Linked DNA regions of Athene noctua: region 1 is linked to region 2. A link is a contact called in public Hi-C data. All regions are on one chromosome and are shown on one strand. The core of a region is the stretch at or near the end of the contact, and the rest is flanking DNA. Distances in the headings are between cores, read along the strand shown.

Region 1 (4,044 bases), core at 441-2,940, 160 kb before region 2:
CGACACATTATCGACCACAGCTGTCTGCCCAGCACCCAGCACACAAAAGACCAAGCTGTTTGTGAGACAGCTGTGGAATCACTGCCTCTCACTGAGGCCAGCCATGGTTTACAGCATCCTTCTCTAAATGAGGTTCAGAATGTCTCAGCTGTCCAGAAAAATGGTGTCAGAACGACGAGTTAGGGCTGGTAGCCTCCTCTGCCAGCCCCAGCTATGGTACCGCTTCTTGCACATTGAACTGTGAGCTGCACTGATGCCAGAAAGCAATTGCACGCAGTTGTAATGGAGATGGCAAAAGGAGGGGGAAAGGGAGGCCTTTGAACCTCTTCACATCTGAGGGTGAGCAGAGACACCATACGTGTACATCTTATGTATGTTACACTTGTACATTATATATACATAATACATATAGTAATGTACATGTAATAATTACATGCACATAACATGTACGGTAGGTTACACAACACTTTGGGTGTTAAGATTTTGACCTGGTTTATTGTATTAATTGTAAACTAGCCTGGGTACTATGCCATTGCAACACAGGCATGAACGTAGTTGGAATCCCTCCCTAGATGGTGTGACAGAGTCCCGCGACGGTGCACAGCGCTGCTTCACGGTCACGTACTTTATTTTAGAGCAGATGGTAACCCGTAAAAACAAACAGTTTACCTTGGATGACCGATTGTAGGAATCACGTTCATACAAATGCAACGTACATGACATCCAAGATCACGTACCCTTAAAGAGCAAACTAATTTTATGTCTCTGATGGTTTTGCCATGAGCAAACCGAGCCCGTTATCCACATCGGTGTAATTCACAGGGCCAACCCTTCTGGCTGTTAGTCAATCTCATCAACAATAACGGGAGTTTTTCTTCAGAGTTAGAGCCTGAGGTCTACAGGATTTTCCTTACCGCCTGTGAAACAAAGATGTAGGAGATTTCCACCCTTCGCATTCCAGCTTCTCCCCGCAAGCCGCCCGCGCTGGGAGGCCCCCACCCGGGAAAGCGGCCCCTTACCCCGCCAAGCCCAGGCTCGGGGAGCGGCGGGCCGGGCCCTTCGCCGCTCAGCCGGGGCCCGGGCACCCGGCCGCTCGGCCCAGCTGCCGCGGCGCACCGGGAAGCGGCGCGGCAGGAGGCACCGGCCGCCCTTCACCTGCGGGGCTCGACACCGAGCGCGGCCCCGGCGGGAAGGGGGGGGAGGCGGCGCGGCCGCCGCCGCGCCCGACCCGCAGCCGCCGGCGGCACTTTGGCTTTTTCCTCCTTCCCCGTCGGGGCGGCCGCTCCAGCACCCCGCGGCGTTCATCCCGCCCCGCTCGGGGTGTGCGTCTGTCTGCGCGTCTGCGTGTCCTGGCGGGTTCCCGCCTCAGACCGGTCTCGGGGATCGCCCTTCCGAGGGGAGCGGCCCCGGGGCGGCCTCGCCCGGCGCCGCCCCGCACCTTGCGGGAGGAGAGGGGCAGGCGGCGGAGCGAGGCCAGGCGAGGCGTCGGGCCTGGGCCGTCGCGCCGCCGGGGGCCGGTCCCTCGCCGGGCGGGGGGGTGGGGGGGAGAAGGAAGGAGAGGCGGCGGCTCCTACCGCCGTAACCGCTCCCCATCCCGCCCGCTGGTGCCGCCCCCAGTATGGCGACACGGTAGAGGAGCGGCTGCGCCGGGGTGACCGCCCCCTCCCGCCTCCCCCGGCACAGGCACGGCGCGCCGCGGGCGACCGAGCGGCCTCGGCGGCGCTGCTGCCGCCGTTGCCCCCCACAGGGCTCGGCGGAGGAGGAGGAGGAGGATGGCGGCGGCGGTGCCGGCGGCGGCGGCGGGCGCAGCAGCAGCAGCGGTGGCGGGGCCGAGCGGCCGCGCGGCGGGAGCCAGCACCGTCCCGAGCAGCTCATGGTGGCGCCCCAGACCCGCCAGCAGCGGCCGCCCCGGGGCCGCCAGCTGAGCCGGATCCCGGCGGGCGGCTTCTCCCCTCTCGGCACCGACCCACCGAGCGACCCGTTCCCCTCCCCCGGCGCGCCCTCCCCCCCCTACCCCCCCGCTCCCCGGCGCGACTCGCCCCTCGGATCGCCCCCGCCGCGGCCGGACTCCCACCACCAGCCCCGGGCGCCGCGGGGAAGGCGACGGCGAAGGGCACCGGGCAGCGCCAGGAGGAGGCGGCGGCGGGACCATGGGCGCGAAGCAGAGTAGCCCCACCGCCGCCAATGGCCGCACCCGGGCGTACTCGGGCGGGGATTTACCTTCCTCCAGCAGCAGCAGCAGCGGCGGCGCTAACGGGACCGGCGGGCGCTCGGCCGGCGCTGGCGGGCGGTACGCGCACCTGGCGGCGGCGCCTCCTCACGCCGCTCCCGGAGGCGCGACGGCGGGCGGCGGAGCGGCGGCGGCCGCGGGGTCGGCAACCCGGAGCAGGTCCTTAGGGGGGGCCACCGCCTCCGGGGCCCGGGCCGCGCAGTCCGCCTTCAACATCCCCCACAGCAGCGGCCCCTACGGCTCGCAGGACTCGGTCAGCAGCACCCCGGAGGAGGGCGGCCGGGAGCGGCCGGCGGGGGGCGGCGGCGGCGGGGGCTCCTCCGGCGGGCCCCGGCTGGTGATCGGCTCGCTGCCCGCTCACCTCTCGCCGCACCTGTTCGGAGGTAAGGGCCGGGGGCGCTGAGCCGCCTCTCCCGCCGCGGCGGGGCTGGGGGCTCGGCCGGGCTGGGCATCGGGGGGGCGGGGGAGCGTGGGGACCTTCCCCGGCCCCGAGGCGGGACGGGCAAATGAGTCGTGGCTTGGGGGAGAGCGGCGGCTCTGCCAGGCTTGAGCCGGCCGGAGGGGTGGGGGTGGCACGGCTTGGAGACGGGCTTTTCGGGGGAGCGTCTCCCATTGTTTGTCACGAGAGCTGCGAAGGGGGGAGGTTAAAAATGAAACGAACCCCGCGGCGGTGCGCTCGGGACGGCGAAGAGGAAGCGGAGCCTCTCCGGCCGCGACTTTAGACTGTAATAGCTGTAATCAGTGCCTGTGTAAATACTCTTGCCTGCTACTTACATAATTAGAATTTAATTGGATCATGTGTCTCCGCAGTTTATTCTAAAATGGCACCAAACCCCTCTTTAAGTACTGATTAACACGTGGCTGTTGCTTGTTCCTCTTTCCGAGTTCTCGGGTCTGAAAGTCGATTAAGAAAAAAGAGAAGTTAAAGTAAGTTTCTTTGCGTGTTTCCCCCCCAAGAGCCGAGCCGAGCCGGATAGCTGGCTGTGCCGCGGAGGCGCAGCCTTGCAGCGCCGGCACCCTACAGCCTTGAGGACGGCCGCATGTGCTCTGGAGGCAGGAGAAACACTCAGCTGAACTCTGACTTAACTGAGAAGCTGAGGCCCTTTAAGAGACATATTAAACGTGGAGCAAGTTGTCATCGTCTATTGTCTCTCCCGTGATACTGAGATGAATAGGGCTGGTGTAGGACTTGCATTTTACTGCCTGCGTTCTTTACCTTAAAAATCTGCCCGTAAGCTGCCAACCGCTGTCAGAGTTGCTGACTGCCTTCGGTACTGCTTATTCTAAAGGTCGTCGGCCGAGTAAGTCAAACATTAAGGTGCAAGGTGACTTTTTTGGTGGATTAATTATCTTTGTAATTCTAATATACATGTGTATTATAACCTGTCTAAATACTAACCAACTTCCCCAAACGATTCCTTTTAGGAAGGAGGCGGCTAATGTAAAATTCCTATGTTTCTGTATTCTAGTTAATCCATACTACTTGTAGCGGGCTTGGGTTTCTTATTTTCGGTAATGCAGCCTGGTTTTAGCCAAAGCAGAGTTTCTTCAGTCCGACCCTCGCAGGGTGCGCAAGGTTTCCGTCACTTGGCTTGCCACCAATGTGTTGACCTGAAGACAGCATAGCTGCTGTTACTTCCACTTCTAAAACTGCCTCCTTCCAGTGCAGTGCTTGAACATTAACAGAAAGCTGTCAAACCTTTTTATAATAAAGGAATATTGGCCCTTCAGAAAGAAAACATAACTATTCTCAGAGTACCAAACCGCTCAATAGGATTGCTTTGTTGCAGGGATGCTCATTATACCACCACGGT
Region 2 (3,765 bases), core at 519-3,018:
TCACTGCAAAATGGAAGAATCAGAAAGTCTTCATCTTCTACTGACTTCCTAGAACATGTTGTTTAAAAATGACTTGTTTAATATATGTATTACTATATTACTGTTGTAAAGAACAGTTAACAATATTGCTATAATGGTATTCTGGATAGGATTTTCCAAAATACCCAAGGGAGTCAAGTGCTCATTAACATTTTAATGATCCATTCCCTAGGCACTTTGCATAAAATATCTGCACCATTTAAAATTGCTTAAGTGCATTTTTTACTTGCTCTCTTATATTATAAAAGCAAAACTGGCCAAACAACAACCACTCTGCTTTAGGCAGCTAAGTTGGGATGTTTCATTCTACTGTTGACAGACGAGCCAGACAAGGTCAGACAGGTCAGAGCTGTGTTCCAGCAGAGCTCAGCAGCACGCCTTGCTTACGCTTTGCTACCCTCAAAGCTCTTCTCTTCATAGCAGATGTTTTGGCTGATGTTTAGGAGTGAAAAATCCTGCAAAACATGATCTGCACCTGTGTCAATATCCTGACATGTGTCCATCAAAGCCACCCATGGAGCTTTTCTGTCGTGCCCCAATGGTCCACAGGGCCCCTAACTAACTGCCTGCCTTCCATTGGCAGCAGCGCTGCTTGGCAGCGAGGGCTGCAGGAAGCTCTGGCAGAGCTGCGAGGCTGCTCTTGAGCCAGTTGTGCAGTGGAACATCTCTCCACCTGGCACAGCTTCTCTGCAGCTCAGCTTGGGGCTGGAAAGGTCCATCCTGTACGCACTGCAGAGCTCCTGCTGCATCTTTGCTCTCTAGGAAACACCATTCATGTGGGGATAGGTACTGAGTAATAAAATCAGCACTGTCCTGCACTTGCCCCTGGAGCTTGGAGAGAACACGGCCCAAGAACAGAGCGGGCAGATTCTTCTGGCAGCACCCACGTGCTTCTGTGACACTGGTCCTGGCACGGTGCCTTCTGCTACACGCAAGAGGGACCAACTCGCCATTAACAGCACAGGCCTGACGCTTGACTTCTGCATGGAGTGCTGCCTGTCCCTCCGTACTGCGGCGAGTGTAATGCAGTCAATTAAATGCTCCTTTTGGTTGTTTTTAAACCAACTTTTCACCATCAGGTGGCATCACCTACTAGCTTAATTATAACGCTGGTTTACCCTCTTGTACCATTTGTTCTTAATGTGTACCGCTCCTGTCTCCTTCCCAAGCCTGTTTTGTGTTTGTTCTGTTGTATCCCAAGTACTGCCAAGAGGCTTTCAAATTTGGGGCCAGTTCTGCACTGACAGGAAAACCCACGCACCATCCTGGTGTATTTTTCACTCACAGCCCCATTAAAACGTTCTGCCTCCCCAAGAGAGGGATAACTTTTAATAAGTTGTCTCTGAGCGTGTTGGCTGTGCCCTGCCAGCCCTCCCCTGAGCTCAAACAGGAGCAGCTCGCCAGCTTGGCCACAGGACGGCCCCGGCCTCCGCATGTGCCGTCCCCTCCGGCGTTCTCCCGCCCGGGGGCTGCCGCCAAAGCCGCTCTCTCGCCCGCGCCCCGCAGCACCGAGGCTATCCTCCCGCGCTCGGGAGTAGCAGCAGGGGGCTGAGGGGACAGAGCGGGACCAGCCCCGGTCCCCGCCAGGCCCTTCCCTCCCACCAGGCACTCCACGGCGACTGCGCATGCGCGCGGCGGAGCCCACGGCCGCCACGCTTCCCCCCGCCCAGGCCGCGCGCCCCGCCCGCAACAGGCCCGCGCGCCCCGTGCGGCGCATGCGTACTGGGCACGCCGCGGCGGCAAGGCGCAACGCGCATGCGCAGTCGCGGCTCGGAGGCGGTTTCCGGCCACCGCCGGCGCTGCCTCTCCCTTTCTGCTCGCGGGCCGCCATCATGGTACGTGCGGGCGGCCGCGGCCTCCGCGGCCTGGCGAGCCGGCGGTCTGCCTGTGCCCTCCCGCCGGGGTCTGGGGAGGGGAGAGAGGGGACAGGACGGCGGCCGTCTCGCCCGTGCTGGGCTGGGACCCTTGGGCGGGCGCGGCTGGCGGTCGGGCAGGGCCGCGTTCGGAGGCAACGCCTGGTATGGCCGGAGCCGGCGTGTCCGGCCCTGGCGCCTGGCGGCCCGCGGGGCTCCCTGCTCCTCCACGGCGTCTCTTCCTCCGCCTGCCGCGGCCTCCACGCGGGGCCAGGGCCGGCAAAAAGTAGTTAAGGGCGTTACCGTGGGCCCTTTCCTTACGCCAGGGGAGTTTGTGCAGTTCGAATGCTTGGGGAGCTGCTTCAAAGGCTGTGAGAGCCTTGAATCTAGCAATGGCCTTAAGTACATTCGCGCCTAACTCCTGTCAATTTTTGTTGTTCCCAGGTGTTCAAACGCTTCGTCGAGATTGGCAGAGTTGCTTTTATTTCCTTTGGGCCACATGCTGGCAAGCTGGTGGCCATTGTGGATGTTATTGACCAAAATAGAGTAAGCTATGAGTGCTTTACTTTTATTTTCTACTTTCTGCCTTAATAGAAGCTTGTAAACTAAGACGGAGTGTATTTATTTTACAGGAAATTTTCTGTGAACAGATTTTTTTCAAAGAAATAAGCAACTGACAAAAAGATGGAATTTAATGGCACTTGTATTTGAGATTTTCAGTAGTAAGCGTTTTTCACTGCCAAGTTATATATTCCCTTCTCTGCTATGTTTCCTAAGAATAGAAGTGGACAAGTGAAGTCAGGTGGAGTGGAATGGAATTAATGTATGTTTAAAACAAATGTTTGGGCTAGGGAACTCTTTTCACTTAATGTTCCTGAAAAAGCTGGGAAAAAAAAAAAAAAAAGATGAACTAGTATGTCATCTTAGTTCTGTGTGCTTTTTTTAAAGTTGTTTGTTTTTTTTCCAAAGATGAAGATGAACCTTTAAAATTCTTTCTGTAAAGCTTAGATTGTATTTTCAAGACTTAACAATATTGGGTTTTGTCAGCATAACATTTATTTCAATTTTGAACTGTTATTGTCAAGATACCGTTCATATGTTATTAGGAAGCTGCTGTCTAAATCAGGTGTGATGGGAAAACTGCTACAACCCCCCCCATTTGTTTTTCAGGCACTAGTTGATGGCCCCTGCAGTGGTGTCAGAAGGCAGGCTATGCCCTTCAAGTGCATGCAGCTGACTGACTTTGTTCTCAAGTTCCCACACAGGTGAGCTGTTGGCATTTTTTTGACCTGTATAAAAATTCCATGCTGCCACCTAATGACTGAACTATGTGATCTGATGCTCACTAAATCTAAAATGTTCATATGACATTAAGTCAATGGGTTAATTTAATACATGTGCACAGTACAAGTTTGGTAGACTGTTAGCAGACTTGAATACGTTGAAGTTTTCATGGCCAGTATTGGCTGATGACTGCTCTTTGGGAACAAAGGAAATAGCACACTGGCCTGGGCAACTTGCAGATACTTGTGGAGTGGATGGTGTGGGGGGAAGCAGTTACAGTAAATACCTTGCAGCTTTGATTCTGCTACTGTGTAAGTCACCTTCAGACATGAAATAATTTCCCTGTCTGTAGAACTACACTGGAATTGTAGGAGGCTGAACACATTCTGTTCTTCTTAGCTTAGTTACTATATTAAGTTTCTGCAGTTTAGAAACAAAAATTGCTGTCTTTCTGATTCTGAAGCGGTGTTAGGAATAGCACATGAGTATGCCTCTTGGAGTTGTTCATCCATCAAGCATCCATTAGCAAAGCATTTACAAAACAAAATGTTAATTAGGCCACATAGATGTATCTGGCATTGACTTTAAG

The links. Hi-C and Micro-C count contacts between places; a contact is called where the count stands out from the background.
Region 1: a Hi-C map of liver shows a contact between it and region 2, with 3 times the contacts expected there. The contact joins the promoter of ZNRF2 here to the promoter of RPL14 in region 2. A contact is called at or near these places in 2 of 2 Hi-C or Micro-C datasets (heart and liver).

The regions. Positions count from the first base shown.
Region 1 is chr2:149,506,699-149,510,742 of bAthNoc1.hap1.1, reverse strand. ZNRF2 (zinc and ring finger 2) reads left to right here and starts at 1,690. Exons shown (of 5, transcript XM_074900614.1): 1 at 1,690-2,613. The coding sequence starts at 2,151.
Region 2 is chr2:149,345,776-149,349,540 of bAthNoc1.hap1.1, reverse strand. RPL14 (ribosomal protein L14) reads left to right here and starts at 1,768. Exons shown (of 6, transcript XM_074900611.1): 1 at 1,768-1,874; 2 at 2,337-2,438; 3 at 3,063-3,157. The coding sequence starts at 1,872.